Regions from separate parts of the Rattus norvegicus genome. Here all the other regions are linked to region 1. A link is a contact called in public Hi-C data. All regions are on one chromosome and are shown on one strand. The core of a region is the stretch at or near the end of the contact, and the rest is flanking DNA. Distances in the headings are between cores, read along the strand shown. Region 1 overlaps LOC134482310. Region 2 overlaps LOC120097393 (a long non-coding RNA gene). Region 3 overlaps LOC134482310.

Region 1 (2,583 bases), core at 45-2,544:
TTTTTAAAATAATAAGTCTTAACTCTTTACGTGATGAGGGGAAAGAAAGATTATTTCAGAGAGGACATGAGCCTGACTTATAACAGGACACCTGTGACTTCCCATCTTTCCCATCCCAGCCCCTGGAACACAGGGGCAGGTATTGATTGAGATCATTGGCTCATCTGGTTCAGCATCCCTGCTGAGAGCTAATCCAGCTTCCAGCTTCCAGCTCTGCTACTTTGTTGTACATGAGAGGTGGAGAGAGAGAGAGAGAGAGAGAGAGAGAGAGAGAGAGAGAGAGAGAGAGAGAGAGAGAATGAGATGCTAGAGTGCTAAAGTGTATCCCTAGCTCCTTTCCTCCTGGGTCACCTACTCTCAGGTAGGGGCACCAGACCCCAGACCAGTTCCACAGTTCCGCCCCTCCTGCCCCAGGACAAGTGTCTGTTGTAGCTCTAGAATAACCACAACCGTACTCCCACCTGCACTCTGACTCTGAGGTCATTCACCAGGGAAAGACTACTGAGCTGTGGTAAGGTTTGTGCATCCACATTGGAGAGCCTCCAGAAGGTTAGGTCATCACACAAGGATAGGCACAAGAGAATGAAGCTCAAACATAACCTTACTTTTATGTCACCACATCTTCTACTCCTCCTTCCTTCCTCCCCTTCCCCTTCTCCCTTTCTTCTTCCTCTATTCTTCTCTTGCACCTCCTCCCTCCACATATCTTCTCCCTCCTACTTCTCCTCCCCTCTTCCTCCTCCTCCTCCTCCTTCTCCTCCTCCTCTTCCTCCTCCTCCCCATCCTCCTCTTTTGTCTTCAGAAATCCAAGCTAATTTTACCAAAGCTACCAATCTGCTCACTGTGCTTAAGAGAGGCACTGGACTTCCCAGGGAGCAGAGGCAGCTCTGCAGCCTCACGGAAACATCAGTGGCTGGAGGCTGTCTCCCTGTGTCTCTAAATTCCTTCTCCTGGCAAAGCCCTGGTAAAACTCTGAGAATCCCTGGCATTCCAGAGACCTGCCCACATCCTCTACTGTTCAAATCTGGGGAGTGTAGCCCCTTCACTGTCAAGACACCCCAAGGCAGACCTTATAACATGAGCACAGTGGGGATGGGGCAGAGAAGAGGGGAGCAGGTAGACCAGGCTTTCTTTGTCCCCTGTGGGTTCTACCAGCTCACAACACCACCTAATGGCTCCTAGAATCAGAACACTGAGTATCCACAAGTGTAGTCTGATCAAGCTCTGGCATCCAAAAGGAAGAGACCTCAGTCCACTCCCAGCACAAGCGGTCTTTTGTGCGCCATCTGGCAGCCCTAGCTTGTCCAAAGCCAGTTGTGACATCAGCTGACTCACAGGACTATAGAGTGAACAGGGAGTTGGAGAGTGTTCCCTCTAATAGCAGAGAGCTGAAGAAGGGAGTGGGGAAGGAAGGATCAAGGAAGGGAGGGGGAGAATTTCAGGGGAAGAATATGGAGTGAACATACTTCATTTAGAACTGAGTTCAAATTCCTGCATTGAAAATTTGAAGTTCTAAACTCCAGGACCCCAGAATGGGGCTGGGTCTCTAAAGAGATGATTCTGTTAAAAATGAAGTCATTAGGGTAGCTCTAAATTCAGTATGACTGGTGTTTTCATGAAGAAATACATAGACAGACACATACATACATACAGAGAAAGAGAGAGAGAGAGAGAGAGAGAGAGAGAGAGAGAGAGAGAGAGAGAGGAGACTGCTACACATAAGGAAGGGCAAAGGTCTTAGAAGAAACCAACCCTACCGACACCCTATCAGGCTCCTCAAGGGTGGTGAACCGATTGAACAGGTTTGCATTGTTTAACAACCCCCACCCACACACCCTGTTTGGTGGCACTGTCCAAGCTGATAAAACCTCGAAGTTCCCTGTCACAGCCTCAGGATACCTCGTGCCTTTTTCCTGACTTCAGTGACATTTTTCAAAACCACAAACCTTCCTCTACAGACATGGAGCTGCTATACTACAGTAATATTATTTTATAAATGTATTAGGGCAGAGATGAATAACATGCTCTACTAAAATAAAAATTAATTTTCTTCTTTTAATTTTAAGAGAAATGAAACCATTGTTTTTTTTTGGTGGGTGCCAATAGTATTAGGCCACAGGCATGTGTCCACTGTGCCTAAGGGAGACCTACTGCTGGATCCTCACCAATCCATGCCCCCAGGCATTCCAAGAGCTGGATTAAGTAACCCAGGAAGTTAAAAATGCAGTCTCAGGTGAAGTTGCGAGCCTATTGTGGGTGGCCAGCATTGGCCTTTGATCACAGCTGAGCAAATAAACACAGGCTACCTCCGAGGTTGTACTTTGCTCTTGCCTACCTTCTGCTTCCTTGCCAGGGGCCCAGAGTTTAAGAAGCGTGCTGTGTGTGGCTGCCTGACAGCCTTGCAGACACATTGGGCAGGCCACTCTTTCCTGGGTCACACCAGGCAAAGCCAAGAGGGAGAGTAAACGGCTGATTTTGTGGGTTATGTCTCTCCATGCCTGTCCTGACCCCCTCCACTGGCCCACAACTCTCTGGGGATTCTAGCACATTCACAGAGAAGACCTCGCCTGTGGTAAAATACAG
Region 2 (2,583 bases), core at 44-2,543, 220 kb before region 1:
CTCTTCTTTCCTTCCTTCCCTCTTTCCGATTGCTCCCAAGGTCTAGTACCTGCTAGGTAAGGACTCTAGCACTGAGCTATATTCTTACAACTTTTTCGTTATTAATTTTGAAAGTTTTAATAAGTTGCCCAGGCTGACCTAGAGCTCACTTCCTAGCCCAGGCTACCCTTGAACTTGTGACTCCTGAGACCTTCAGGACCCTCCGACTCCATCTCACACATGGGATCCATACTGAGCTGACTGCTATGCCCAGCTTTTGATATTTCTCTCATTCGTCCAGTTACTCTTTAAATGTTTATTTAGGGCTATTATGTGCCATTGCACTGGGCCAGAAACTGGCCTTGCCAAAGAGAAGTCGTGGTCCTTGCTTTTAAGTAGCTCATGATCTTGCAGGGGAGTCATGCAGCCTGAGCTGATGACCTGAACTTAGGGCTCAGTAAGGCAAACAAAAGACCAAGGACGGAGCTTACATCTTGGCACCTCTACTTCCAAACTTTACAGTCATTGCGGATCTCAGTTTCTTCATCTGTGAAATGGGAGGAAGTGAGAATACAAGTGAGCAATGTTACGAACATTCTCTTCATAGAATTTTAGAGTCCGTTTGCACTTTTCAAAAGTCATCCATGCATTGGTTTGAAGCTTTACTAAGATACAAATTCCAACCAGGTAGTTACCATTTTGAAATTAGCACTGCTATTTTCTTCATGAGCAAATCACCTTTGATATCAAAAGGTCAATTATTTGTTGGTTACAAAATCTCCCTCTTTTGGTCTTCTCTTTGGCAGGAAACATGACTGAGCCTGTGGGAGCGGAAAGAGAAGGTTAGGTGGGCCTTATCTAGTGGCTTGGAGTCAGTGGGGAGCTGATGTCAGGCTATGGGAGGAAGATCAAATTTAAATGAAGAGATATATTACAGTTTCTAGCAAAGGAGCTGGACTTCAGTGAGGGCCCAGGCACACAAGGTTACTTCACATAGCAATGTTTTCTTTTACTTACTCAACAAAACGTTCTTCAGCACCAGACTGGACAGGTGCTAGTCAGTCACACAGTGTGATCCCTTTCCTTGAGAACTTTTGTGGTCCAGTAGGAGGCTCAGGCATTTCAAAAACCCAAAGGCACATGACAGCTACTGGCAGATTAGTCAACATGGCCAACAGAACCAGATCTGGGAGGCTGAATTTGAGCAAGTGACAATCTCTGTGATGCAGAGGAAGGAGCTACGAAGGAGTAAGGGGGTCCCTATACAGACATGGAATGGACCGACTTGATGGAGCTGAGGAACAGCATGAACTAAGTGCAGGAACAGTGACTCACCAGTTTTGGGGGAAGTGTGTTGGCCAGCTTTCGGGGGTGAGGGAGGGAGGGAGGGAGAAGGAAGATTACATCAGAAAAGCTCCTGTGCTTTGTGTTCTTCCATAAGTGGGCTTGTATCCAAACACAAAGAAAGCACTGAGATACTCCAGTATCGAGATTCTAGAAGGGGCTTGCCTGGGAGCCCAGCCTCTTGCTTTTCACGAGTGAACCACGTGTGAGCTCTAAGAGCTCTGGGAGAAGCTGGGTGTGAGTATCAATCTTAATCAGGCTCCCTCTCCAGCTCCCACTTCTGACCCCTGATTCTTCATGAGGCCTGCTGGTGCTCCGCCTGGTGAGAACCCACAAACTAGAGCCAATTCTGTTACTTTAGTAACCTCAACAAATGCCTCTATGTGTTGTGTGGGGAGAAATAGAGGGGTTGACAATTCAGCAAGTCTGGGAAAGAGATTAAATAATTACTTGGGCTTCTATTGTATGCCTTACCAGAGAGTTTGATGTTTGTAACATGCATTGTTAAGTTTCTAACTGGAAGCACAATTAGGGATATTTTCCAAATGCATTTGATCCAAGCATGCTTTTCCTGGGTATCCTGGGCAGACTGTATTTCAGAGTTTGTTTTGGGTAACTGCTACTTCAATAAGTGCTTTAAGTTTGACCGTTCAAAGTTGAAATGGATCATAGAGGTCATTTTGTCCAAACCTTCCATGTAACAGAAGACTGACTAAATTCTAGCAACCTTGCAGGTGTCACTGCACACATGACTCTTCCACCAGAAACTGTGATGCCGTAGGAGAGAAAAGCAGTGGCACCAGGAATAATGATGTCCCTATGTATGACTGTCAGCCAGTTCCGGCTCTGGCCCTCAGGTTCAAGATTCCTTCAACAAGTGCCAAGCATCTGTGGTGCTAAGGACTCAGCACTATCTGACAAACACCTGGCACACCAGGGTCACATAGGAGTGTTGTCTTGTCCCACCCCAAGAAACATGCATTCTGTTTTATACAACTAATTATATGCAAATATTCTTTGTAGGCTATGCAAATATTCGTGACATTTCCTATAGTGTTGGGTGTTAGTCTCAGTTCTAAGGAAACATACTGAACTTAAGGCCAGGAGAAACATTCTATTCTAGCCTGCTGGTGCACCAACCTCCCAGCAAGCACTTTGATTGTATAACCTGGTGTTAATTTCATTAAGAACAAATGCTCTGAGGTTTATTATCCTTTAGAAGAACCCAGGCTTCAGAATTAGAGCACTTCATGTTTATGA
Region 3 (2,583 bases), core at 46-2,545, 130 kb after region 1:
CAGTCCAAGTATCTACAGGGGAGGAGATGTGGATTACCAGAATGGGGAGGTGAACAGCTGAAGAAGCCAGGAGAACTTCAAACCCAGCTGGGAAGATGCCTGACATTGGTAGGGCTTCTGATTTTATAAGAGAAGGGAGACATCTAGCCAAGTTTTAAAATGTTCTTCCTCCTACCCCTTCCCACTCACTGTTCCTCCCTGTCCCCCCTTCTCCTCTTCTTTCCTGGTGTGTGTGTGTGTGTGTGTGTGTGCACCTGCGCGTGCGCGCATGTGCGTTTGAGCATGTGAAGTATATTCCTCAATCTCTTTTCACTGAACCTGAAGCTCCCATATTCCTCTAGACTAGCCTGCCAGTGAATCCTGTGGATTCTTCTTCTCCCTTTCTAGGAATTACAAGCCCATGGGGAGACCCAAACTTGAGCGTTCATGCTTGAATAATTAGCATTTCATCCACTGAGCCACCCTCTCGGTCACTTAAATGCAGTTTTTGAAGTGCATCTAATTTTGCAGCAGTGTGAACATGGGGATGGGTAGCCTAGCTTAGATACTGATTAGGATCTGAATTATGCTATTGTCATTGCCCTGGAGCTTTGACAAGGACAATGCCCTTCTGTGTTGTGTGCGTAGTTACATGCCCAAGAGCTCCTATTTTGAGCAAGGAGTCAGTCTAGGGCTATGGGAGTCTCCAAATGACATCTGTGCCTACACACAGAGGTAGATTGTCCCCAAGTTTGTCAACCAGCACCATTCCTTCCATGTGCATGAGCGCAAAAACTGAAAAGACCCACAGGTATCTGAGTGGCCCTACAGCTGTGTGTTGGTGTCTAGACATGTGGACTCCTATGCCCACTGGGCTGCACCCGCCGTAAGAGGTGCTGCACCCTCCGTAATAGGGCAAGGCTGCTTCCTGAGATGTCCCTGAGGGGTGGCACTGTCCAGAAGGGCGCACGGTAGTGGCTGCAGCAGCAAGAAAGAGAAGACGCCTGCGCACTAAGGAGGCAGGAGACACAGGGCACCCGCTGGGAGGGCCTGGTGAGCTGGAAAAAAAAAAAAACAAACCCGGTGTCGGTCCTGCTTCCAGACCCGGGTTGTCCCCCTCGTCCCCAGCCCCGCAAGAGGAGCAGTAGGGAGGAAATGGGAGGGAACAGAGGAGAGATGGCAGTGTGGCAGCTGCACCCTGGACGCTGCGGGAGGGAGGAGGGCGGCGCGCAGCCGCGGCCATTAGTCACCAGATGTCACCTTCTGCTGCCAAGGCGGCGGCTGGCTCAGACAATGGCCGCGCGGTGGAGGGGCGGGCCCGACCAACCCCAAAGCCTCGCCTCTGCTGACACCTACTGCCCTAGGCCTACACTCAGGCTACCCAACCCCAGAGCCATTCCCTTGCCTGGCCCCAGCACCACCTGCTCCACATCCCCTCTCGTTATCTGCAGAGTGCCTGACTTTTCAGTACACGATGCTGGCTGCACCTCCTGCGTTTCCTGCTTGCCTCCTTGCCCCTCCTCCAATTTCAGAGCCTGTCTCTCAATGTACAGGACTGTCTGGACTACAGATTGGGCTGTGTGTGGTGTGGCAGGAACACCTATTTTACCACTCTGTGGAAAGTGCCTGATACCTAGAGCTCTGATCTCCGACGCTGTAAGATAAAGTTTATCTCCACTGTGGTACACTTGACTCCATTCAGAAAGAAAAAAATCCTCCCCTGACCCTAGAAATCCAAACATGAGATTGCTGCATTTTCTCTCCGCTAGGCACAGATCTTCCCCCGTCCCACTCCTGCACAGACCCAAAATTAAAAGATTAAATAAAAGGGAGTCCTGCACCCTTGTATGGTGGCTGACAGAGTGAGAGACCTTTGGTGGTCCTTTTAAATATGCCCAGGTCAGCACTGGAGTGAGATGCTGAGACTCCTGGCTTGTGGGATGAGGATATAGTCCCAGGCTCCTCCCTCCAAATCTCTATAGGAATCAAGGAGACCAGGAAGTAAACATGTTAAGCTCTACCAGCCAAGCGTGCACCTTAACTAAAGTTTGGGTTTTTGTTTTTATAAACCTAATGCAAACATTCTTAGCTCAGGGACCATACAAAAGCAAGCTACAGACAGGCTCCCCATTCCCATGTTCTTAGGCATAGCTCACCTGCCCATATTTGCAGCATTCAGAGAAGAAGCTTGGCATGGCTGCCCGCTAGGCTCAGGGATGACAGACAGTCAAATTCTCCCAGGTTCAAGTCCCAGTTTGTCCCAGGGCAACTCATAACCAAGCCTGGAGTGGGGGTGTGGGTGGTGGAATCAGCTTTGGAATGTTCTTGAAGTTCTCTAGAAGTGCATGGGTTCTACCATGAAAAGCACTCCCCCAGTGCTTTTATGCAAGTTCAAGTACACACACTGAACCTCAAGCAAGAGAAGACTGCGTTATAGCCAGAGACAAGCAAGTCACCTGTGCCATATAGATATGAGGTAGAATCCCAGCTTCTCCCTAGCCTGGCTGTGTGCCACCCTTCAGTAAAATAACACATCTTTCTGAGCCTCTGGGTCTCCCATTTCAGCATACACAGGGTGGCTGGTTGGGCTTGCCCAGAAAGGCA

The links. Hi-C and Micro-C count contacts between places; a contact is called where the count stands out from the background.
Region 2: a contact with region 1 is called in a Hi-C map of Schwann cells, with 3 times the contacts expected there. The contact joins two enhancer-like sites. A contact is called at or near these places in 3 of 12 Hi-C or Micro-C datasets (Schwann cells, kidney and mammary epithelial cells).
Region 3: a contact with region 1 is called in a Hi-C map of liver, with 2.1 times the contacts expected there. The contact joins two enhancer-like sites. A contact is called at or near these places in 4 of 12 Hi-C or Micro-C datasets (Schwann cells, frontal cortex, liver and 1 more).

The regions. Positions count from the first base shown.
Region 1 is chr16:473,277-475,859 of GRCr8, reverse strand. The region is part of intron 5 of LOC134482310; the gene reads right to left. Among named protein-coding and RNA genes, the nearest start is that of Rps24, 380 kb to the right of the region's middle. Within about 2 kb of position 1,294, at least 31 of the 93 cell types and tissues checked have an H3K27ac peak or open chromatin away from gene starts, as enhancers often do. A contact at or near this core is called in Schwann cells and liver, where this site is marked.
Region 2 is chr16:688,456-691,038 of GRCr8, reverse strand. The region is part of intron 1 of LOC120097393 (a long non-coding RNA gene); the gene reads left to right. It overlaps LOC134482311 (a long non-coding RNA gene), which reads right to left. Exons shown (of 2, transcript XR_010058344.1): 2 at 23-800. Among named protein-coding and RNA genes, the nearest start is that of Zmiz1, 340 kb to the left of the region's middle. Within about 2 kb of position 1,293, at least 5 of the 93 cell types and tissues checked have an H3K27ac peak or open chromatin away from gene starts, as enhancers often do. A contact at or near this core is called in Schwann cells, where this site is marked.
Region 3 is chr16:340,228-342,810 of GRCr8, reverse strand. All of the region lies in intron 3 of LOC134482310, which reads right to left. Among named protein-coding and RNA genes, the nearest start is that of Rps24, 250 kb to the right of the region's middle. Within about 2 kb of position 1,295, at least 44 of the 93 cell types and tissues checked have an H3K27ac peak or open chromatin away from gene starts, as enhancers often do. A contact at or near this core is called in Schwann cells and liver, where this site is marked.